Regions from separate parts of the Mus musculus genome. Here regions 1, 2 and 4 are each linked to region 3. A link is a contact called in public ChIA-PET and promoter capture Hi-C data. All regions are on one chromosome and are shown on one strand. The core of a region is the stretch at or near the end of the contact, and the rest is flanking DNA. Distances in the headings are between cores, read along the strand shown.

Evidence for each region. ChIA-PET counts read pairs in DNA pulled down with a chosen protein or histone mark. Capture Hi-C pulls out chosen DNA fragments and counts their contacts.
Region 1: an RNA polymerase II ChIA-PET map of memory CD8 T cells shows a contact between it and region 3, with 12 read pairs. The contact joins the enhancer-like site here to the promoter of Pgd in region 3. A contact is called at or near these places in 3 of 39 promoter capture datasets (cranial neural crest, frontonasal cranial neural crest and maxillary cranial neural crest), 1 of 484 Hi-C or Micro-C datasets (olfactory sensory neurons), 6 of 115 datasets of contacts at active chromatin or transcription factors (bone marrow-derived macrophages, embryonic stem cells, large pre-B cells and 2 more) and 4 of 9 other capture datasets (adipose tissue, embryonic stem cells, liver and 1 more).
Region 2: a contact with region 3 is called in a promoter capture Hi-C map of adipose tissue. The contact joins the promoter of Ube4b here to the promoter of Pgd in region 3. A contact is called at or near these places in 5 of 39 promoter capture datasets (the C10 cell line, cranial neural crest, erythroid cells and 2 more), 3 of 484 Hi-C or Micro-C datasets (B cells, CD4 T cells and forebrain), 12 of 115 datasets of contacts at active chromatin or transcription factors (the NIH/3T3 cell line, the SCID.adh cell line, astrocytes and 9 more) and 4 of 9 other capture datasets (adipose tissue, liver, macrophages and 1 more).
Region 4: a promoter capture Hi-C map of liver shows a contact between it and region 3. The contact joins the promoter of Rbp7 here to the promoter of Pgd in region 3. A contact is called at or near these places in 3 of 39 promoter capture datasets (cranial neural crest, hippocampal neurons and neural stem cells), 3 of 484 Hi-C or Micro-C datasets (the C2C12 cell line, the G1E-ER4 cell line and embryonic stem cells), 15 of 115 datasets of contacts at active chromatin or transcription factors (the 230-238 cell line, the SCID.adh cell line, astrocytes and 10 more) and 4 of 9 other capture datasets (adipose tissue, embryonic stem cells, liver and 1 more).

What each region holds. Positions count from the first base shown.
Region 1 is chr4:149,643,875-149,650,040 of GRCm38.p6, forward strand. Clstn1 (calsyntenin 1) reads left to right here. Exons shown (of 19, transcript NM_023051.5): 14 at 98-324; 15 at 996-1,166; 16 at 1,448-1,593; 17 at 2,367-2,502; 18 at 2,892-3,076; 19 at 3,499-5,025. The coding sequence ends at 3,690. It overlaps Pik3cd (phosphatidylinositol-4,5-bisphosphate 3-kinase catalytic subunit delta), which reads right to left. Exons shown (of 22, transcript NM_001164052.1): 22 at 5,294-6,166. Among named protein-coding and RNA genes, the nearest start is that of Mir7023, 8.6 kb to the right of the region's middle. Within about 2 kb of position 4,372, at least 56 of the 459 cell types and tissues checked have an H3K27ac peak or open chromatin away from gene starts, as enhancers often do. A contact at or near this core is called in memory CD8 T cells, where this site is marked.
Region 2 is chr4:149,422,820-149,428,420 of GRCm38.p6, forward strand. Ube4b (ubiquitination factor E4B) reads right to left here and starts at 3,812. Exons shown (of 27, transcript NM_022022.3): 1 at 3,063-3,812. The coding sequence starts at 3,086.
Region 3 is chr4:149,163,497-149,169,250 of GRCm38.p6, forward strand. Pgd (phosphogluconate dehydrogenase) reads right to left here and starts at 3,209. Exons shown (of 13, transcript NM_001081274.2): 1 at 3,091-3,209; 2 at 2,511-2,586; 3 at 1,554-1,733. The coding sequence starts at 3,098.
Region 4 is chr4:149,451,262-149,457,141 of GRCm38.p6, forward strand. Rbp7 (retinol binding protein 7, cellular) reads right to left here and starts at 3,707. Exons shown (of 4, transcript NM_022020.2): 1 at 3,617-3,707; 2 at 2,095-2,273; 3 at 1,588-1,689. The coding sequence starts at 3,689.

The sequences.
Region 1 (6,166 bases), core at 3,122-5,621, 480 kb after region 3:
CTGACCACAGCATTCCCGGAGTAGCCACCCGCTGTCCCCAGTGAGTCTCGCACAAGGCTCTCACGGCCTCTCCCTCCTCTTCCTGCCTCTCTGACAGGTGTTTCAACGAGGCGGCTTGCATCGAGGTGCCCCCGGTGGAAGGCTACGTGATGGTTTTGCAGCCGGAGGAGCCTAAGATCAGCCTGAGTGGCGTCCACCACTTTGCCCGCGCAGCTTCTGAGTTTGAGAGCGCGGAGGGTATTTCCCTCTTCCCTGAGCTGAGAATCATCAGCACCATCACCAGAGAGGTGGAGCCCGAGGCAGATGGGTCCGAGGACCCCACAGGTAACAGCTGCCCCCAGGGCCTGCCTCTTCTGTCTTGACTGGCAGCCTCCTCTTGGGCCCTTTTTCCTTTAAGTTTTTGGAGGGGTTTTTGTTTTTTTTTTTTTTTTTTTTTTGTTTGCTTGTTTGTTTGTTTGGATTGGTTTTTCAAGACAGGGTTTCTCTGTATAGCTCTGGCTGTCCTGGAACTCACTCTGTAGACCAGGCTGGCCTCAAACTTCGAGATCCACCTGCCTCTGCCTCCCAAGTGCTGGGATTAAAGGCGTGCGCCACCACTGCTCGGCTGGTTTTGGAGGTTTTAATGTTTTAACACTTGAGTCTGTGTCTGGAACTTGGCTGTAGCTGGTGTTGGGTTTTAAGATTTAGCTTGAGGGCCAGCTCAAAGGAAGTATCCCTCCATTCTTACCGGGAACTTACTAAGTGATATTTATTGACTGAGCTGGGACTGGGCCTGGGCCTTCAACATGCTAATCATATACTCTACCACTGACTACACTCTCAGCCCCCAAGTCTTGAAGATGACTCTCCCATGCTTGGTCCTTACACTTGACTGTGGTTTTGAAATGTGGCAGCACGGTGGGTGGGTGGGGTGGGGGTGGGGGGTGGGTGGGTGGGGTATTTATGTCACCTGCAGCCTCTGCTATTTCTGGTCTCTCTCTTTTTTTTTTTTGCAGTGCAAGAATCCCTGGTGTCAGAGGAAATTGTGCATGACCTGGACACCTGTGAGGTCACAGTGGAAGGGGATGAGCTGAACGCAGAGCAGGAGAGCCTGGAGGTAGACGTGACCCGCCTCCAGCAGAAGGGCATCGAAGCAAGCCACTCTGACCTGGGTGTGGTCTTCACAGGTGAGGGGAAGGCTTCGGCCTGCCCATTGCCTACAAATGCGCACTGGTGCATCCGCCTCACACTGGCACCCTTCTGCACATGGAGGGGGCACGGGCAGTGCTTTGTGCAGGGTGGGGCTGGGCACATAACAAACAGCTCATGCCCCAGGATGGAGAAATGCCTGCTTGCTTTGCTTTAGTTCCCTGACTCTGAAAGTCACAGAGTTGTAGCCCTCAGCTTGGCTGACCCAAGGGCCCACCTGGGCTCCAGACTTAAGCTGCTCACCCTCAACACCCTACAGGCGTGGAGACCATGGCAAGCTACGAGGAGGTTTTGCACCTCCTTCGCTATCGGAATTGGCACACCAGGTCCCTGCTGGATCGCAAGTTCAAGCTCATTTGCTCAGAACTAAATGGTCGCTACCTCAGCAATGAGTTCAAGGTGGAGGTGAGTCCAGGGCGCCCACCGCAAAGGGCGAACATTAAGTAATCAGATGTCCTGACTCGGGCTCCCAAGGTTTCAGATGTTCATGGCGGCGACTTATTTAGGCTCAGAGCAGGGCTGGCTGGCTGTGTCCACAGGGTAGACATACAGGCCTTGAGGAGCAGAGTTGGAGTGTGACGACAGAGTGTCTGTGAACGAGCCCCCAGGAAACCAAGTGGTCTTGGTGGCTGTGTCAGACCACCGGCCCCGTTGACAGGGACATTTGGGTCCCGGGTTGTTGAGTGCCAACACTGCCACAGTCACTCTGAGGCCACAGCAGCTAAAGGACAGTACACTCTGCCCTGACACCTTCAGTGGCCTCTGCCGCAGCTGACTTCATGGGCCAGCGCCTCCGAGGTCTGAAGAAATAAATTCTGAGCAACCCGCCCGCCATCTCCACCTTGATCCAAGTGGTGGGCGGAGGAGACTAAATGTACTCGAGCCAAAGGGTGGCTGGTGAGAAGAATGGGAAGAGGTGATCTGAGCTGTCGCCTAAGGCCAGGGTGGCTTCCTACTCTGATGTGAATGCCTTCTTTTGTAAGCTACACTACAAATGAGCCATCGGACACACTGTTTCTGGGATATGTGACACTGTCACACTGTTGTAAACAGGTGATGTTTTTCTGGTCACTGTTTGCCCCCAGCCTGGAGCTGGGAGACTGGGAAGCAGCACTGCCGACCGTCTATTCACCTGTCAGGTACACTTGGGGTGCCTAGTGACACTCTCTCTGCTGTAGGTGAATGTGATCCACACAGCCAACCCCGTGGAACATGCCAACCACATGGCTGCCCAGCCACAGTTCGTCCACCCTGAACATCGATCCTTTGTGGACCTGTCTGGTCACAACCTGGCCAATCCTCACCCGTTTGCAGGTAGGACGGGGGAAAGCACGTGGGTCAGGATGCTGTGGTATGTAGGGTCCAGATGGATAGACAGACAGACAGACACACACACACACACACACACACACACATACACACAAACCTGGTAGCAAGCGTAGCTCACAACTACTGCCCATCAACTACCCCAATGCTGTCACTTACACAAGGAAGCTCGCTCACCACTGCCACAGAGCAGCCAGTGAGCGAAGGCAGGCTTAGGGCTTCCTCCTAGGGTTTAGGAGTCAGGAAGCACTCTGACACATTCCATTTGACCTACCTAGAGTAGTTGAGGAGGCCAAGGAGGGATGGGATGGGGGGAGCTCTTTGGGTGTAAGCAGCGTCACAAAAGCTGTGTGTCTGGTCTTCAAACCCCATGGCAGTTGTCCCCAGCACGGCGACAGTGGTGATTGTGGTGTGTGTCAGCTTCCTGGTTTTCATGATCATCCTGGGGGTGTTTCGGATCCGGGCTGCACATCAGCGAACGATGCGGGACCAGGACACGGGGAAGGAGAATGAGATGGACTGGGATGACTCTGCCTTGACCATCACCGTCAACCCCATGGAGGTAGGCACAGAAGGGCCAACCACAAAGCGCCACGGAGACCCAGACCCTGGTCATGTGCTTGCAGGTTGGGTCAGTGAGATTAGATTAGGGGGGTCACCTTCAGATGAGGAAGCCCTTGCTGAAGGCCTCCGTGAGTAGCATAGGCAGGCAACTGACGCTCTTGGCTTCTTTACCCCAAGATGTCCGTGGTATGACAGGACTAAGCTCCGCCCCTCTGCATTGAGCACCCCATCCCATGTGAGTGGTATCCATGTTGCTAATGAGAGCGTCACCTGCCGGGTCACTTTGGCGAGGCGACTCCCAGTACCACTCAGGCCCTTCTGTCACTGTGGGGTTGGCTGTGTTTTCCTTTGTGGCTTTTAGTAGATAGACACTGGGCGATGGGGCTACAGGCTAGATTTACGCCGTCGTCTCTTTGCCAGACATATGAGGACCAGCACAGCAGTGAGGAGGAGGAAGAGGAGGAGGAGGAGGAGGAGAGCGAAGATGGGGAGGAAGAGGAAGACATCACCAGTGCCGAGTCTGAGAGCAGTGAGGAGGAGGAAGGAGGCCCCGGAGACGGCCAGAATGCCACCCGACAGCTGGAATGGGATGACTCCACACTCAGCTACTAAACCCGCACTCAGCGCCTGCTCTCCAGACTCTCTCCCAGCCCCACGGGTCCACGATGTACAAAATCATTTTGACCAGCAGGTCTGCAGACCCTTCCCCCACTGCTCAAAGTCCTCCCGTGCTTGGTGTGTGGGACCACCGGCTCCACCCTCCCCGCCCATCACCATTGCAGTTTTGCTAGAAGCTGGCGCTTCCTCCCCAGGGCAGGGGCCCCACAGCACCTCAGACCCCAAGTGTGTCTGGAGTTCCCTGTCGGCCAGGGAGAGGACACCAGCACCTGGGACCTCCAGAGAAGCCGCACTGAGCGGACTTGTCGACAGAGGGTGAAAAATTACTCCCACGCAGTCAGTAACCATTTCTCTTATTTTTAAAAGTTTTTTTATTTTTTTTTCCCAAACTAGTGCATGTATAAAGTGGGAGAGCAGAGGGGGTTAATATGTAGATGGCCAACCGACTTTTTAATATTTTGTAAATAAATTGGGATTCTGTGTGTCCTCTGTGCTAGTAGTCCAGGACAGGAATGTAAAGTCAGAATGCGGGGCCAGGAGGGCCTCTTCCTCCCTCTTCCCTCCCAAGAAACCAGGTTGGAGAGGCCCAAGTCACTGGGGCCCACCCTTGCTAGGGTTTCCGTACAGCCACGTGGCCGGGGCCATGGCTTTCAAGTGCTGTCTGGGGGGGCCAGCCCCACGAGCCTCCAACCACATTAGAGGCTGGGAACAGCCAGGATGTTGCCAAAGCCCCTGGCCTTTCCTGTACACGCCTGTGACTGGCAGCCACATGGTTTCTGCTTATTAACGTGAGCCTCCCTGTTGGTGAAATGGTGTAGCTGGGAACGGACAGCAAAGGTGCAGGCGGTCAGGCTCCTCGCTTGGAAGACCACGGTTCTGAGCAAGTCTGCACAACAGCACCAAAAGGAGACCCCGAGGCCCAAAGATAAACTGCTACAATGCTCCAGAACAATCTTTTCTCTCCTCCCCAGAGGCCCCATGGGATGCCGCGTGCTGTTGGGTTTGGGCTAAGATCTAAGACCCAGCAGATAGGAGACAGCAGGTACCACCCACACAGCACAGCTCTTCATTCACAGTCAAGAGTTTAGACTGCTCCAGCTGGGACATCCAGTCCTCGCTGCTGTTGCTGCTAGTTCGAAGGATGCCGCCGTGCTGTCTGTGGCCGCCCTCCCATGTCCTGTCCCCTGTAGCTGCTTTCTTAGATGGAAACAGGCTAACGAAGAGAGGGACACTGTCGTGTCAGTAGCCGCAGGGTCCCCTTTAAGATGTGTATATCGACACTAGGTCAGAAAGTGTATGCGTTATAATAAAGTTCTGGTTCTAACTCCAGCCTGAGTGGGGTCCATTCTGTCATGTTTGTTGGGTACGGGTTGGGGCAGGGGTTGAGGGATTTATGAAGATAGGCTGGGCTCAAACTTAAAGCAATCCTCCTGCCTCTGCCTGCTCAGTGCTGGGATTACAGATGTCCACCATGCCGGGCAAGGATTATTAATTTTTATGGTACTAAGGAATGTACCTGAAGCTTTGCACTTCGCAGACAAGGGCTCAACCAGTACACTGTATCCCCCCAAGTCCCCTTGTTATTTGAGCCAAGAACTTAAGAACATAAAAACGTTTTTATTTCTTTTCACCTGTCTTTACCTGTTGTGTCAAGGTTGCACAAACTGGTCTCAGCCCCCATCAATGAGAGGAAAAAACTTAACAAAAAACCCGTCTTCCAGCCAAGTACACACCCAACCCAGAAAGGCCGAGCCTGTGCAGAATCTGCAGCCACACCAGAGAGCACCTAGACTCTTTTCAATAAATAACATGGCATACATACATACACACACACAGACACGTTTCCTATTTCAGAGTTGGTGGGGCAGACTAGGGGTTCAGCGGGTGCTGCGGAGGCACCACCGCTCACTGCTGGACCCTGGGCTCATCAACATGAAGGGGCTCCTTGAGCCATGTTCTGGGCTGCTGGCGAGACAGCGGTGATGGTTCTCAAAGTCTCAGAATGCTACCGGGAGATCCAGGTCCTGAGGTGGCAGCTGATACATGGAGATGTGCTTGGGGTGGGACGATAAGCATGTGCGACCCCTGAGCTGGGCTCTCTAAAAGCCGGGCGGGTGGCTGGCGTTTGGATCCCTGGGAGGAGGCCGAGACTGCGTTTCTCGAGTTCCTCTGACTGCCCAGACTACACTGAATTCCGTTCTCGTCCTTGCTCACACTTTTCGAGCCTAGCTCCCCAGCTGCCTTCTGCGATTTCAGCTCTGGAAGAGATCAGTCCTGTCCGTCCATAAAGCTGCCTTGTGTGCCCCTCACACGAACTTCGAAGAGGACTTCAATTCTGGCTGGCCCTTCGTCTTGATTCGTGACCACACGGAGCTAAATGGGGCACCGGTCTGAGTGCTTCAAGGCCTGGAATACACTAACTGTAGTGGAGGCCAGGTCCCTTACCCCAGCCATCGGGGTAAGGGACAGA
Region 2 (5,601 bases), core at 2,562-5,061, 260 kb after region 3:
CAGCACTTGGGAAGCTGAGGCAGGAGGATCACAAATCTAAAATCTACCTGGTATATATAGCCACACCCTGTCTCAAAAAAAAAAAAAAAAAAAAGAGTGGAAGACACAGTATTAAAAATCAATAAAAACCCAAGGTCATATATGCTGCATTTGGGAAGAATACTGAACACTCTTCTAAAACTTTGAGCACACCCCAAGTCCCAGCCAGCGACCTCACAGAAGTAGGTCATACAAATGTAGAAGAAATAGAGAAAAGGAGCCGGGAAAGGTACAAATCATCTCAAAGCAATCTCCTCAGCACTGCTGAGCAGCAGTTTAAACCACCTGCCCTCCTTACAGCACTGCCTTGGTCCACGAGAACAACACACGAGTAGCTAGGTATAGCACGAATGCAGTGTAAACAATGATGCTGTGGGATGTCACAGCTCTGTTCCGGAAACTCAGCATAAAGCACTACGTGCATGACACAGCCATGCAGATAAACAACCCTTTCAAATACACAGAAAGAAGTAAAAGAACTCAAGGTGACCCACGAGAGAGGGACCTGGTCTGGTTAAACCAGTTTTTACTCTTCTAGATGGTATTCACATATATTTTCATTTTGTTAAAGTATGAAACTCTGATTTAATCCAAGTTCCTAACTTACAGTGAGGAGATCACGTCAGTGTGTTTTGTTTTTTTTTTTTTTTTAAATATTTATTTATTTATTATATGTAAGTACACTGTAGCTGTCTTCAGACACACCAGAAGAGGGCGTCAGATCTCGTTACAGATGGTTGTGAGCCACCATGTGGTTGCTGGGATTTGAACTCCAGACCTTTGGAAGAGCAGTCGGGTGCTCTTACCCACTGAGCCATCTCACCAGCCCCGTCAGTGTGTTTTAATTCTAAAATGTATCCTTGTAAGACACATGTGTTTTATTTTTTTTTTTTTTTTTTTTTTTTTAATTTTTCGAGACAGGGTTTCTCTGTCCTGGAACTCACTTTGTAGACCAGGCTGGCCTTGAACTCAGAAATCCACCTGCCTCTGCTTCCTGAATGCTGGAATTAAAGGCGTGCGCCACCACGCCCGGAGTGTTATATATTTTTTTAACCAAATCAACATCACCTACAACATCTGTCATATAAGTTTCTACTACCAGAGTAACCAAAAATGGGCACAAGCACTTTTGGAAACATCTCAGTTGAGAAATGCACACCTAATTCTGAATTAAGGGACCTGGATTAAAGCTGGGCACACTGGTACACACTCAGGCAGAGGCAGGTAGGGGTCTGTGAGCTGGAACCAGCCTGGGCTACAGTGAGAGTCAAAAAAGAAAAAAAAAAAAAAGCTTTTAAAGAGATTTTTGTTCTGGCTTCTAATGAGAATAAAATGACCAGTAATTAATTGTACTGCCACTGTAGTCAAGCCAACTAATTTGTTGAAAATACCTTTATACTAATCCTGCTTTAGTGAATTTAATTTTTCATATACATTTTAGTGTTCTGTTGACCTTGAAAAAAAATTTCTTCCATTTCTTCCACAAAGGTTATACGTGTTCCTTTTATGGTCACTAAGAGAGTTACACCATCTCAAGAACTGAGCAAAATAAAGAGATACCTTCCAGATTATACGGTATCTTTGACCAGTCTGTATAGTCTGGTCAAAATTAAGTGGTTTGAAAAAAAAATTAACGAAGATCAAATCTGTAAAGGTCGCTAAACCAAGAACTTTTACAAAGCATAGTACTTTTTAGAAGTAAAGGGCTACAGAAAAACACAGATTGTGTTTCTTTAGAATGAAAGGAAAATGGGAGGATGCTTTTTTAAACTACATAAAACCAAGTATTTCTAAGTTGATCTCCTGATATTTCCTGAAACTACTCAGGGCTTTTCTGATTTAAGATTACACTCCTGCTGTAGTTGAGGAAAACCAAGTTAGCTGACTGAAAATTAGCAATTCTGACTTAACAACTGAAATATCACAAGTCACAAGATTGGTTTTTTTTCCCCCCTACCTGACCCTTCACCCACGTACGCGCATGCTCCATCCCTGGAGAATTTTAGTGAGTAAATAAACATGAGGAGACCATAGCCAAAAGTGGAGCACCGGCCTCTTCCAACCGACCTGATGACAGATGACGACTACTTTCATAATACTGCAGGGGAAGCTTACGGGAAGCAGGGGAAGAAATTAAGCCAGCTGGGATCTCGAAAGGAATGCTTTCAATTTGTAAAACGACAAGGGGAAAAAAAAAATCAACTGAGGCATAGAAATCCCTAGTTCCCTAACTGCCTCTGCTTTCCTGATGATCCCACACAGTACAACCCAAGTTTGAGGGGGAGGGGTCCTGACAAAAGTAACATAATACCAGAAGTCATTAGGAATCTGTTAAATTAGTGTAATTTAACTGGAATCTTTTTAACTATTAAGTATATACACTTTGTTAATGTTAAATCTCAAGGAATCTGTAACTACCTCTCAAACACAAAGGTACCTTTGATAATTTATTACAATGAAATGGTCACATGTATCTGGGATTTCAAATCCTTCCCTTTAAAACTGCCATTAAACATCATGATTTTATGCAAAATTGTTCTTTAAAACCCCCGACGACGCAGACACACACAATATACCACGATCTAAATCGCGCCCCTCTTTCTCGAACACCCTTTTAAAAAGATTGAACACCTTCAAGATGCTCCTCACCACCCCACCCCCGTCTTCAGACCCTAAAAGAAAGAAAAGCGAGTGGAGTTCCGAATGAAGAAACGAGAGAGAATAAAGGAGAATAAAACGAGAGACCCTCTTGCATTCTCTATCTCTGGAGAATTTTAGTGATCGAGTAAACATACTGAGACGGTAGCCCAAAGTGGAGCCAAGGGCTTCTTACAATACAGCCAACCTGATGATGAATGACTACTTCCATTATATTTCATTATTCTTGAAAATGCCATCTCCGTTGCCTCCCCAATCCCAAGAGCCCGACACCACCAGGGCAAAAATCTGTCCCCATCCAAAGCGCCAAAGAGTTGCCAAGTAATCCTTTCAAGGTGCCCCCCCCCACGCCCCAGCCTCCTCACCTCGTCAGCGCTCAGCTCCTCCATCGCTTTCCTCTTAATGGTGAAAGGCGTTAGAGAGATCCTTCAGTTCTTGAGACCAGGGCGGGAGCAAAGGAAGAGTGGAAGGTATCTATCGGGCTGTCTGGTCCCCCAATGGGGGAGGTTTCAGAATTGCATAGTCAGAGGTTAAAAACTAAGAACACGAGGCACTGAATCGCCTTGGCTTCGGCCGCTCGCACCGCCGCAGCCTCCTCCAGCAGCAAGCGCCCAGAGCTGCCGCCTCTGGCCACGGCCACCGCTATGGGGTCCTCTCCAGGCGCCACTGACTCCCCTCAGCTTCCCAGGTTACCCAGGGCGGGCGGCGCGGTCTCCAGCTCGGCTCGTGCCCGCTGCGCGCCGTGTCTTCGTGGCGGTGACGCGGCAGCTGCGTTTTTTTCTCCCGCAGACCCTGCTCCGGGTCCCACCCCTGGGCCCAGGCGGGAACAGCTCCACTGCACACTGGATGCCCCCGAGGCGCGGCGACCCTACAGCAGCCCAGGCAGAGCCCAGCACCGGACCGGGAAGCCCCTCCCCTCTAAAAGCAGGCCAGGCTCGCCCCGCCTCCACGCGAGAACCCCGGTGGGGGGCAGGGGAGGGACGGGACTGGCGAAGCCCTCGCTGGAAGCGTAAATCCTCCTACCCCTCCAACCCTACTCTTACCCCCTCGCCCCACCAAGAATTATTCATCAAAACAACAGGGCGGCCATCTTTGAAAGGGGTCACGTGACCCTCGCCGGGGAGGCGGGGCTTCTCGCTCTGGGATTCGCCAGCCAATAAGCAGCGGGCGTCGCGCCGCCGATTTCCTCTTCGCTTGCATCCTGTCCCCGCCCCCTGCCCCACCCCCTCTTCCCTGAGCGGCGCCAGGCGGGGGGAGGGGCGAGAGGGGCTGCTAAGAGGAGACGAGGAGGAGGCGGGGCGGACAGTCACCATGGAGACTGAGCGGAGGCGAGGGGCGCGGTGGGCGGGGCCCAGGTAGAATTGCTGAGGGCAGGATGTGCCAATCCGAATATGGCCCTTCCACGGGCTCTCCCCTGCGCCTTGGGTTTCTGCGGTGCTAGTTTGTTCCCATGTGGATCCTGCTGTGGAGTGACTTGGAAATCCTCCAGGATGCTGCAAGCCGGCTACAGACATTAGAAGAACTGAGGAATCGGAAACACATTTGCTTTCTGCAGGGAGCATTTAGCACCATCCTGCAAATACCTTGTCCCACTCTTTTCCTCCCCCAGGAAAACCCATGGAAGAAAACTAACAGGATCTTAATTTTATTTTACCTTGTTCTTTTAGAGAGGTGCTCTGCTTTAAGGGTGTAGAGACTCAAATTATTGAGAAATGTATTGAACAATGACTTAGTAACTAACCCTTTGTAATGCCAGCTCGGCCGGACAACAAAAACTTACTTTACAATCAATGTATAAATACAAATTGAAAAATCTAACAGAACCGTGAAAATCCAGATTTTGCCACAAAGTATATATCGTATGGCTTACAAAAGCCATAATCATCTCGTTCTTAATTGTTCTTGAGACAGAATCTTGCTATGTATTTCAGATAGCCCCAAATTTGAAATCCTGCCTGAACGCTGGGGTATGCACCACCATCACAGATTACCCAACTATAACATTAATGTATGTATATGTGTATACATGTATGTATTTGAAACAGGGTCTCGCTGGCCTGGAACTCACAGAGATCTGCCTGCCTCTGCCTCCCAAGTGCTAGGGTTCATTACCGGCTACTCTTAGCTGAACTATAATCTTAAACATTCCACTCCTGTTTAAAAGAGTTACAGTTGATCTTATCCAAGGGGACAAGAAGTGACTAAAATAGTTACAATTTGTTTGCTACATGCTAAAAATGGGAACATGACTATTAGATATGCAAAGAGTCTGTGAGTAAAATTAAATCGCTGCAGGCTTTTCAGGACTGCATTCTACTTTCCAGGAAATGAATTCTGTGTAAGCCATTTTGCACCCCTAGTTACACTGATGTCAATTACATTGTTTTTCTGAAAACATGATAATTGCCATGTAGCCTCAGATTAAATCACACAAGTAAAGTATACAATGGCTTTAGGGTAGTGAGAGTTCTTTAACATCATTGCTCTTTAATTTCAGAACATTTTAATCACCCACCCAGCCATCCAACACACTATAACCATTCCTCCTCATCCTGCCATTACTTCCGATAGCCGATCTGTCCTCTGGCTCCCCGGACTTACCTACTCTGCACATTTCACATCAAATAAATTGAACATTTGGTAACTACTCTTGCGGGGCCTCAACTGCACTGCTTTTTTGGGCTTCAGAAAGATAGTTTTTCCTCCTTGAGGCCTTGACGTTTGCTGTCTCCTTTGTCCCAAAGACTCTTCTCCTGGACTTTGCATGGCTTATTCCTTCTTAGTGTTTAGGTTTTAGATTTGATGTCATTTCCTCACTGCTGCATTAATTTGCTTATCAAGTATATGTATGGATATGTTCCTGTTTGTGGAGGTGTACATCTATGTATATATGTGTGTGTGTGG
Region 3 (5,754 bases), core at 1,959-4,458:
GTACTAAAATCCAAGTACTGCAGCCATAAGGCTGGGAGGTAGATAGATTATCTTAGAGCATTAAAATAGAGTGATACTGATCAACTGCTTCCCCTTAAAGCTGTAAAATAAACCTAACAGTCTAGTTTCAATTATTTGGGCTAGCCAGGTTAAGAGAAACACTGCAACACTTCTAAATCTGTGGGCCTGAGGTCACCCTGGTCTGTATACAGAGTGAGTTCCAGGACAGTAAGAGCTGCAAAGGGAAACACTGTTTTCAACCTGCCCCAAACAACACAGTGATACACTGTCTCAAAAATAAAGAAGAAGGAAAAAAACAAGCAAAAGGGAAAAGCAGCTGGGATGTGGCTTAGGGTGCTTGTGTTTCCCTGGCATGGACATGCACGAGGCTCTACAACAGGTCTCTAGCACCTGAGCCTGGGAACACAACAGGAACACAACAGGAACACAGGGCACACACACCCACCCCACCGGGACCCACAAGACTGTCAAAGATAGGCAGACATTAATAGACGACTATTGTTCAAGTGCTATTCCTCTTCACAAATCTGACTGAAATGTCCTTACGGTCCTAGAATTACGACCACCCAGGAATAGCTCCCTGTGGGCCACTACTGGCTCAGTGGGGAAAGCACTGTTGGACAAGCCCATGGCCCAAGCCTGAGGTGCTTGAGAGCCAAAGCAAAGACTGAAGAGAACTGACTCCACAGAGTCGTGCTCTGACCCCCACTTGCATGCTCCCATGACCCCACACTATAATAATAAAATAAAACCCTGGCCCAGTGGGAAGGCTCGGCAGGCAAAGGCACCTGCCATTAAGCCAGACAACCTGAGTTCTTTCCACAAACCACACGGTGGAGGTAGAGGGCCAACTCCGACAAAAAAAGTCCCCGTGACTTCCACATCCAATGTGTCATGCTTACCCCCACACAAATACTAAATATATATATATATATTTTAAATAAGGGCTGGAGAGATAGCTCAAGGGTTAAGAGCACTGGCTGGTCTTGCAGAGGACCTGAGTTCAATTCCTAGCATCCACATAGCAGCTCACAATTGCCCACTAACTCCAATTCCAAGGAGTCTGACTCTCTTCTTCTGGCCTCATCAGGCACTTCAGGTATGTGGTGCAGTTACACACTCAGGCAAACATTCATTTATATAAAATAAAATGAAAAAACAAACAAACAAACAAAAAAACAACAAAAAACCCCTCTCTACAGAGAACACAACTTGGCGGTGATGGCACGCACCTTCAATCCCAGCACTCAGGAAGCAGAGGCAGGGGGATCTCTATGAGTCTGAGCCGCCTGGTCTACAAAGTGAGTTCCAGGAAGGCCTAGGCTATACAGAGAAACCCTGTCTTGAAAAACTAAGAACAAACAAAACAAAAATACTATTCCATAAGTGCCTGTCAAGGCAACCAAGCCTGAAACACTCAAGCACTTTATCAGAACCCATCAGTCTGTACTCAGACACTGAAGACCACCATCTCAGAAGTGAGACAGTTAGAGGGATTTGCGGGCGGCATCCGAGAACCGAGCTGGCCTTACTAATTTCTCGATGAAATCATCCACGGCTTGCCCGGCCTTCACAAGCAGGATGACCCGGCGGGGCTTCTTTAGTTTGGAGACCATGTCCTTTAAGGACTGTGCACCAACCACCTTGGTGCCCTTCGCCTCGTTGGCCAAGAAGTCATCGACTTTGGAGACTGTCCTATTGAAAGCACAGACCTGGAAGGACAAAAGGCCTGTCAGAGGATCTGGCACACACATGACCCTCGGGTGGTAGATGCAGCAACAGAGAAACGTCTACTCTGTCCAAGGTCTAGCGAGAGCTGACCTGCCTTTTCTTTTTAAGTGCTAGGCAATCTCTGCAAAGTCCAGTCACAGCAGAGAGCCCAGGGAAAGGCGGTTGCCACTTGTTGCTTATCAGGTTGAGCCTGTCACTACTACCTGGGTCCTTTGTCCCTGGTAATCCTGGTGTCTAAGCCATGCTACTATTTAGAAAGAACATTCAGAGCCCACAGGCAGGAGGATCCTCTGACCCTGGACTCAGAAAGCTGAGATGAGAGGGCCCTGAGACTCCAGTGTGACAACACTGTGAGACAAGCTGCTGTCTACAAAGAAAAACAATCTCCATGTACCCCAAGTTTTCCTAGCTACAGCTTCCAAGATCTGGGTCCCTTTACATCTATGGTTTTCAACCTTCCTAACGCTGCGACCCTTTAATATAGCCCCTCGTGTTGTGATGACCCCCAATCATAAAACTATTTTCATAACTACGCAATAACTGTAATTTGCTAGTGTTATAAATCATAATGTTGAGAACCACTGCTTTTATATTTATTTCTATCCAAGGAGGCTCTTCCCTTAACTACAGAGGGAGCACGACTAAAGCAGAAATTCTTCTACAAAGACACCAAACAGTGCTTACTGAGTGATGCCTTGGGATCTCTGAAAAACAAATCACAGCTCTCAGCGGGAAGGCAACGTGTCCTCACTACTTACCACAAATCCATGATCATTCATGTTCAAAATTAAGTTCTGGCCCATGACAGCCAGTCCGATCAGTGCAATGTCAGCTCTGAAATGACAAAAAAAAAAAAAAACAATAAAGCAAACACAAAGAAAGGATATTAGTGTTACTTAGTGGCTTTTATTAGGACTGGCAGCCTGCACCCTTCTCGGCTCACACCATGCACCTAGGATCGACCGCACCCTGCACCCCACAGTTCCATGGAAGTTCCTTCTAAAGGGCGTCCGGGCACACGAAGCCACCCATGCCCTGCCCCTGGCCCTGCCCGTCGTTCCTTATGGCCTGGCCAGCACAAGGGGCGTGGGCCGTCCCCGACCCAGCGCGGCCTTCCTTCCCCGCGAGCCCGTCGCAGCCGCAAGCTCCCACGAAGGGGTGGCGGAGCTTGCGCTGGCCATGGCGGGGACCCTGAGGTGCAGGGGTCAGGGCTGCGCGAGGAGACCCAGGCGACCACCGGGGCTGAGGAGAACAGGGAGACAACTGAGCAGAGCCCCGCCATCACCACGCTCAGCCCCGGAAGTCTCCCGGGCCCGACTGCGCGTGTCGGTCACTCACTGGGCCATGGCGGAGGCAGACGAAGCAGAGTCGAGGAGGAAGAAACGCGAAGGACCGAGCGCTCCGAGGCAAGTACAGTGAAGTCCGGCTCCCGGCGCCTCGAGAGGCTTACAGAGACGCTGGCCAATCAGAAGACAGGGGTGGGCCGATGCCCCACGCTATTGGGTCTCTGCGGCGCCTGTTATACCACCTGAGGGCAAACGGACCCGCCCACCCCCGGGGCCCAGATCTGTAGAGCGCCGAGCAGTCGATGGCACCTCGAGCTGGAGAGGAGCGTTTAAAGGGCTTCTTCTAAGTGTTCTAGGAGCGTTTAAAGGGCTTCTTCTAAGTGTTCTAGCGGGACCTTGCACGATGCCTCCCGCTCGTGCGGAAGCTCGGGTCTGCAGCTCGGCGTGAAAGAGAAGACATTAAGGGCTTGGTGCAGCCCTTACCAAGCCCACTGGCGTTTTTGATCCATGGCTGCTGCTTCCCTTCACTGTCCCTCAACTCTGAGGCAGGAGTCAAGTCTGTCCTATCTGTGGGAACCTCAGTGTGTACCATTTTTGCAGGTCAAGAAACAGCGGTGCAAACTAAGACGAGACGGTCAGCAAGTAAAGAGCCAAGCGGGTGGAAGTGGAACCCACTCCGCAAAGTTGGCATCTGACCTCCACGTGCAGCAGTGGCGCGTGCGCCCACTCGCACAGAAAGAGAAAACGAAGCGGAGGAGAGGCTTGAGGGGTTTTGGGGGGGTGGTTTCATAATTATTTATTTTTTGTGTATTGGTTTGCCTGCATGTATGTCCGTGTACCTCGTGCGTGGCCGATACTCGGGGAGGCAAGACTGGAAGTGAGTTCTTCCTTGTGCTTGTAGCGGAACACAAGCACTCTTCTCTACCATTTCCTCAGCCCCACTACAGTTTCCGGCGCTGGAGGTCTGGGGTGCTGTTTCGCCCGCTGGTCAGACACTTTTAGTTTCAATTTACTTTTCCATTCAGACTCAGGTGTTGGTGCGCTGCTTTCTTTTTTCTTTTCTTTTTTTTTTTTTTTTTTTTTTTTTTTTTCGGGGGGCGGGATTTTTTCTCTGTGTAGCCCTGCCTGTCCTGGAACTCACTCAGTAGACCAGGCTAGCCTCGAACTCAGAAATCCGCCTGCCTCTGCCTCCGGAGTGCTGGGATTAAAGGCATGTACTACCACGCCTGGCTAGGTTCAGGTTCTTTCCATTGCCTACTCTCTCTCTAGGAGTGGCTATCATGTCCTTCAATGAATTCCTTTTATCTTTTGTAAGTTTTGCACACAGCACATAGACATAACGCTTGATGGTAAATGAAAAGACTGGCTTGCACCAGCTTCTTGAATTTTTTTCCCTCACTCCAGTACTACGAATCAAATCGTAGGTTTTGAGCATTCTAGACAAGTGCTTTGCCACTGAGCTATATCCCTTGCCTGGCCCTAAGTGACTTTCTGTTTCTCTCTGTGTCTGTATCTGTTTCTGATAAATGCCTAATGTCCCTACTCCTCCAGCCCCCTATAACCAACACACATTTATCCCAACTCTGAGCTGGTTAGACCATTATTTCCAAAACAAGGGTGGGAACAAGGGAGTACTAGGTAAGAGCTCCTGGAAGAGTCTTAAGAGTCAGCCCATTGTCTTATCAGGTACAAGGCTCGGGGGTGGACGAGCTTCCAGAAAAACCAGAAAAAAAAAAAAAAAAAAAAAGACAAGATCTCAGTCCACAGCCTTGGCTGTGGTTTTTAAATTTGCTGTGGTGTTGAATCTTGAACTTCTATATTAGTCAGGGTTCTCTAGAGTCACAGAGCTTATGGAATGTCTCTATATATTAAGGGAAATTATTGGAGTGACTTACAGTCTATAGTCCAACTAACCCAACAATGGGCAACTATGGATGGGAAGTCCAAGAATCTGGTAGTTGCTCAGTCCCACGAGGCTGGGTATTTTAGCTGGTCTTCTGTATAAGCTTGAATCCTGTGCTGGCAAGTAAAAGCAAGCAGGCAAAGAAGAGTGAACCATCCCTTTTCCCATTGTCCTTATGCAGGTCTCCAGCAGAAGCTATGTTTACCACCATGCCTGGATTTGGGACTTGCTCTGCCCCAGACTGGCCTTGAACTCAGAGATTTGCTTGCCTCTGTCTCCTGGGATTAAAGGAGACAAGGAGACACTTACCTTCCTTGCCTGGGCCTAACCTTTCTTTTCTTTCTTTCTTTCTTTCTTTCTTTCTTTCTTTCTTTTTTTTTTTTTTTTTTTTTTTGGTTTTTCGAGACAGGGTTTCTCTGTGTAGCCCTGGCTGTCCTGGAACTCACTCTGTAGACCAGGCTGGCCCGGAACTCAGAAATCTACCTGCCTCTGCCTCCCAAGTGCTGGGATTAAAGGTGTGTACCACCACACCCGGCTAGGGCCTAAGCTTTTCATGGCCACTGTGCCTCAAGATCTAAATCAAAAGCCTGTGTCTTTCAGCCTGAAGAACTGAATCACAGGTGTGCCCTCCATTTCTGGATTGTAGTTCATTCCAGATGTGGTCAAATGGACAACCAGGTATAGCTATCACAGAGTATTTTCATTTTTTTGAGACTAGGTCTTACTTTGTAGCCTAGGGTGGCAGCAGTCCTCCTGCCTCAGCTTTCCCAGTGCTGAGACAGCAGACATGTACCATCAAGTTCAGCTTTATGT
Region 4 (5,880 bases), core at 2,457-4,956, 290 kb after region 3:
AGGCTGGCCTCGAACTCAGGAATCTTCCTGCCTCTGCCTCCCGAGTGCTGGGATTAAAGGCGTGTGCTACCACGACCGGCCAAATAAATCTTAAAAAAAAAAAAAAGGTGATCGAATCCAGCCTAGAGTGGTAGCACACACCTTTAACTCCAGCACTCAGGAGGCAGAGGCAGACAGATCTCTGTGAGTTCAAGGCCAGCCTGCTCTGCAGAGTGAGTTCCAGGACAGCCAGGGCTGTACAGAGAAACCCTGTCTCGAAAAACCAAAAAAAAAAAAAACAAAAACAAAAACAAAAAAAAACAAATCAAAACAAAAATTGCCTCAAGATCTTTCTGCATGTCAGAGAGAGAGAGGGGGGGGGGGAAGGAGTAGGGGAATTGTCCACCTTTTTAAAATTGCTATTATCTCTTTTCAAATAAGAACAAAGGACACTCATGTGGGGCTCATCCCAGTGCATTGTTCAGCCCTCAAAAAAGGAGCTTCCTCATGCAGTAGATGGTAATTATCAGAGACCCACAGTTGGACAGTGGGCAGACAGCGAGAGACCTTGGAGCACTCAGCCCTGTACCTGATGCCTTAAGATAGCCGTCGAGGCTCTAGGATCTATTTAGAAGAAGAGGCAGAAAAACTCTAAGAGCCAGAGGTGGTGGGCGACTCCCAGGGAACAGCCTCTGCCAGACACAGCGGGGCTGGTGTATGGACACACTCACAGAGCCTGTGACAGCATGCACGAGACCTGCAGAAAGTCAAGCCAGACAAATCCCAGAATTGAGAAGAAAATGACAGGAAGTGCCCAGCCAATTGATATCTTCTGGGAGAGGAGAAATCAGTTTTCTCCTATGGCGCACAGTATATCAGCTGCTCTCCAAGGCATATCTCATGTGCAGGAGAAGTGACCACTGCAAAATGGACTCCATGCGCCTATTGTTGTCTGGGGGTTGTTTTTGTTGTTGTTTTTAAATTTATTTATTTTGGTTTCAAAGAAGGAATATGAAGTTAGGTACTAGATAGAGAGATAAAAGTCTGAAAGGACTTAGGGAGGGGATAGAATATGATCAAAACATACTGTTATGACAACTTTTTTTTTTTTGGTTTTTGGTTTTTGTTTTTTTTCGAGACAGGGTTTCTCTGTATAGCCCTGGCTCTCCTGGAACTCACTCTGTAGACCAGGCTGGCCTCGAACTCAGAAATCTGCCTGCCTCTGCTTTCCAAGTGCTGGGATTAAAGGTGTGCGCCACCACTGCCCGGCTGACAACTTTTTTAAATAGTAAAAAACAAGGGGATAGAGAGATAGCTCTTGCAAAGGACCAGGGTGCAGTTCCCCACACTCACAACCACCTGCAACTCTAGTTCCAAGGGGATCTAGTGCCCTCTTTTGGTCTCTGAAGGCACTGCATACATGTGACACACACACACACACACACACACACACACACACAGAGAGAGAGAGAGAGAGAGAGAGAGAGAGAGAGAGAGGCACATAGGCACACATACATACACATGAATACAAGTAAAGAAATAGTGATTTAAATCTCTCCTCCCACCCCTCCCCCAAAATGTTTTCAAAAGATCAGGACAGATCAGTACCAGGTGGAGCTGGTCCCCTTCGATCCAGTGGCTCCAGCCTCTGTTTTTCTTCTCTCCTCTCTGTACGCAAGTGAGTTTGTCATTCTCCCAGGTAACCAGGCTCTGCAAGGAGGGAGAGAGAAACAGTGTTTCACTATGGCAGGATCCTTAAACATTACCGGGTGGACTGAGTGAAGCGCTAACTGAGATCTGCAGCCTAGGTTACATTTTGATCTTTTAAAATTTTATGTGTTGCCTCCATGCATGTATGTGTACTATGTGCATGGCTGGTGCCCACAGAGGTCCTTGGAATTGCAGTTACAGGTGGTTGTGAGCCACCATGTGGGTGCTGGGAATTAAACTCTCCATTCTCTACAAGAGCCCAAATGCTCTTAGCTGATGAGCTGTTTCTCCAGCCCCAAGCCTATGTTCTTTCGTTTTTCTTTTTCTAAGGTGCTAGTAATCTTCCCTGGGCCTCATGCTGGCTAAGTGAGAGCCCTAGCCCTTAGCTGCTGCCTAAGCCCTTACCGTGCATTTTCTGTTATCCAGGCCTTTGTTATCCTCCTCAAACTCTTCTCCAACTTTGAATTTTACAAGGTAGTTCCTGAGGCTGCTGCACGTCTGGATGGTGAAGGAGTCCCCATTTTGCTCAATCACTTTCTGTGGCTTCAGCAACTTGGCAATCTTACGAGTTGCAAAGTCAATACCTGCAAAGTTATTGTTCTTATTATATATATTTTTTATTTTAATCATTTACATTGATGTATGCGTGGGCATGCGTGTGTAACTCAGAGAGCAGCTGGTTTTAAAGCAGGATTTTACATAACACATGCTGTCTTTGAACTTATACAGGCAAAGGTGACATTACACTTCTGATCTTCTTCCCTCCACTTCCAAATATTGGATCATAGGTGTGCACCACCATACTTGACTCACGAGAACTTGTATAAATTTTACCTGCAGGCATATCTGTGCACCACATGTATGCAGTGCCCAGAGAGGCCAGAAGAGGGCATCGCATTCCCTGTAAACAGGGCATTCAGATGGTTGTGCGCTGCCATGTGCATGACTAAGCCACCTCTCTAGCCGCTAAAGAAGGATGATTTTTTTTTTAATTGCTTTTACTTACTGGGGTTTTGAAGTCTGTTCTATGTACTTGAAGGAAGTTTTTCAAGTACCCAGTACAGCAAGATATGGTAGCTTAGGTCTCTAATCTCTATACTTGGGAAACTGAGAAAGGAGGATTTCCTGAAGTCTGAGACCAGCCTGGTCTACAAAGTGAGGTCCAGGCCAGCTTGACCTACAACGTGAGACCTTATCTCAAAACAGACAAACAAAAAAACCCGAACAAATAAATCCCAATACAAGCCCTGGCAAGGATGCTCTGCATGCAGGAATAGTTGCCCAAATCTGTCAAATCCATAGAGCCAGAGCAAGTTGCCCGGTCAGCGCCATACCGAGAGTCTTTTAGGAAGCAGGGTCAGTGATCAGACCCTCTCTCGTGGACCCATGCACTGGAGGCCACAGGGTTCAGGGTGTGGGGCACTGCTCTCTCGCCACACACATGGGCAGCTCAGGCTGACTCTGCCGGTTCATCTGCAGGAGTAGCCTTGAACTCCGAACACTGGCCATTAGCCAAGCGGGCTCAGCTCTGGCGGGGAAATTGAATTCTCACGCAGACTGCAGCTGCTGTTTGCCTGGTTTCCAGTGCCAGGACCCGCCCTGCCCCTAGGAGCCCCAGCCGCTCCCAACCGTATCCCACATATCCACGCAGATTTGGATAGGCAGGGGTACATAAGCACCTGAGATTCGAGGAACGCAGAGAGGTACCGACAGATGGGATGAGTGACAGACGAGACAAGGGGGTCAGAAGAAAGACAGAGCAGCAGAGACTCTGGGACAAGGACAGGAGCTGACCAGCGAGAACATAACCCACAGGGGACAGAAGGACCTGGAACACACAGGACAAACTGTCTTCACTCAATCCCGGAGGCCCGAGGCCTTGCTCCCCAACCTTAGCTCCCCCTAGCTGCACAACCCTAAGTCCTACCCAGGGCCAGCATGTAGCCCTCGAAGTTGTCGCTGCTGAGAAGATTCCAGGTACCGCTGAGGTCTGCTGGCATGGTTTGGTGTCTGTCCGCAGCCAAAGCCCAAGAGTCACAGGCAGTGGTGCCCTATATTGTCAATGGGGCGAGGGCGGAGCCAGGATGGAGCCCAAGGGGACTGCAGGAGGGGACAGGGAAGCTGGGGGTGTGGAGCCCTGGCTATCCCTCCTTCCTTCCTTTCCCACGTACTCCTGGCTCCATCCCTTCTCCTGCCCCACCCTACCTTGGCAACCTCTGTTTCCCTTGTGACTCCCTCCTTTAGTTTAACTTTAAACACCTCTGAGCCCAGGGTGTGACCCAGGTCATCCCTTATTCTTAGATGTTAATAACTAAACGAATGGCTTTCAGCTCCCAGCATCAAATACTGACTGGGTCAACATAAATGTTTAAAACCAGCTGTTCTCTGATTTACACACGCATGCCCACACATACATCAATGTATATGCAGCACCTAGCCATCCTAATAAATAGGAACTCATTTATTTGGGGGGGGGTTTCAAGACAGGGTTTCTCTGTATAGCCCTGGCTGTCCTGGAGCTCACTTTGTAGACCAGGCTGGCCTCAAACTCAGAAATCCACCTGCCTCTGCCACCCGAGTGCTGGGATTAAAGGCATGTGCCACCACGCCCAGCTCTTTTTTTTTTTTTTTAAGATTTATTTTATTTATTATATGTAAGTACACTGTAGCTGCCTTCAAACACCAGAAGAGGGAATCAGGTCTTGATTCAGATGGTTGTGAGCCACCATGTGGTTGCTGGGGTTTGAACTCAGGACCTTTGGAAGAGCAGTCAGTGCTCTTAACCGCTGAGCCATCTCTTTAGCCCAGGAACTCATTTCTTTTACCCTGCTCAGGTTAGACCAGCTGGTCAGACTTGACTGTGTGTTAGCTGGAAATCTGTCCACACTTGAAAATTGAGGGCCAGGGGTTGGAGAGATGGCTCAGTGGTTAAGAGTACTGACTGCTCTTCCAGAGGTCCTGAGTTCAATTTCCAGCAACCACATGGTGGCTCACAACCATCTGTAATGGGATCTGACACCCTCTTCTGGTGTGTCTGAAGACAGCTACAGTGTACTCACACACATGAAATAAAGAAATAAATCTTAAAAAAAAAAAAAAAAAAGAGCTGAGGGCTGGGTCTGGTAAGCTATAGGCTCTTTATGGACTGTTAGGGATCCCAGATAGCATGGAGGTTGAGTTCTCTAAGAGTCCCAAGAGAACCACAAAGGTGCTGCCCTGTGTCCTACAAAGCGATCTCAGAAGTTAGGTGACATCACTTCCACCAGAGTCCTAAACCTTTCAAAATTCAAAAGAAGGAAACTGGAAACCAGGCTGGAGACGCAGCTCAGTGACAGAGAGCTTGCACTGAGGCCCTGGGCTCTGTGTCTGCACCGTAAAAGCAAGCGGGTGGGTCTTAGTTTTGTTACCTGTTGCTGTGATGAAATACTCATACAAAAGCCACTTATCGGGGAAGGGATTGTTTTAACTCACCATTCCAAGTTATGGTCCAGCCTTGCAGGGAAGCCAGGGTCACAGGCACGTGAAGCTATCAGACATCCACAGTCAAAAGCAGAAATGCCTGCCTGTGCTGGGCCCACTCATGTCTCCTGTCACACACTCCAAGACCTAAACTCTGCCAACGGTACAGGGTCCTTCCACATCAGTTAACAGGCATCATGGACACCCATGGTGACACAGCTAGCACTGACAAAAACTCACAACTTTGTTAACTTTTTTTTTTCAGGTTGGCTGTTGTGGCACATATCTTTGATCCTAGCACTCAGGAGGAAGAAGCAGGCAGATTTCTGAGTTCAAGGCCAGCCTGATCTACAGAATGAGTTCCGGGATGACCAGAACTGCACAGAGAAATCCTGTTTTGAAAAACCAAATAAAACCAAATCAATCAAACAAACAAAAAAACAAAAAACAAAAAAACCCCAAAAACCTGTTTATAATTTGCATATGTTTTATGTCTTCTCCCTCTCTGTCTCCATCTCCCTCTCCCTCTCCTAGTCCATGCCTCGTCCATTTCCCTGTTTGTTGACTGAAAGGCATGACTGTGGGTTCACGTCATTTACCATGACAGTGTCCCCGGGTCTTGCACTCTGCCCAGCAAATGCTCAATAAATGCTTGACTGACTGACTGACTGACTGACTGACTGACTGAATGTGACCTTTTCCAAGGGAGAAATGCCCTTTGTATTGAGAAGC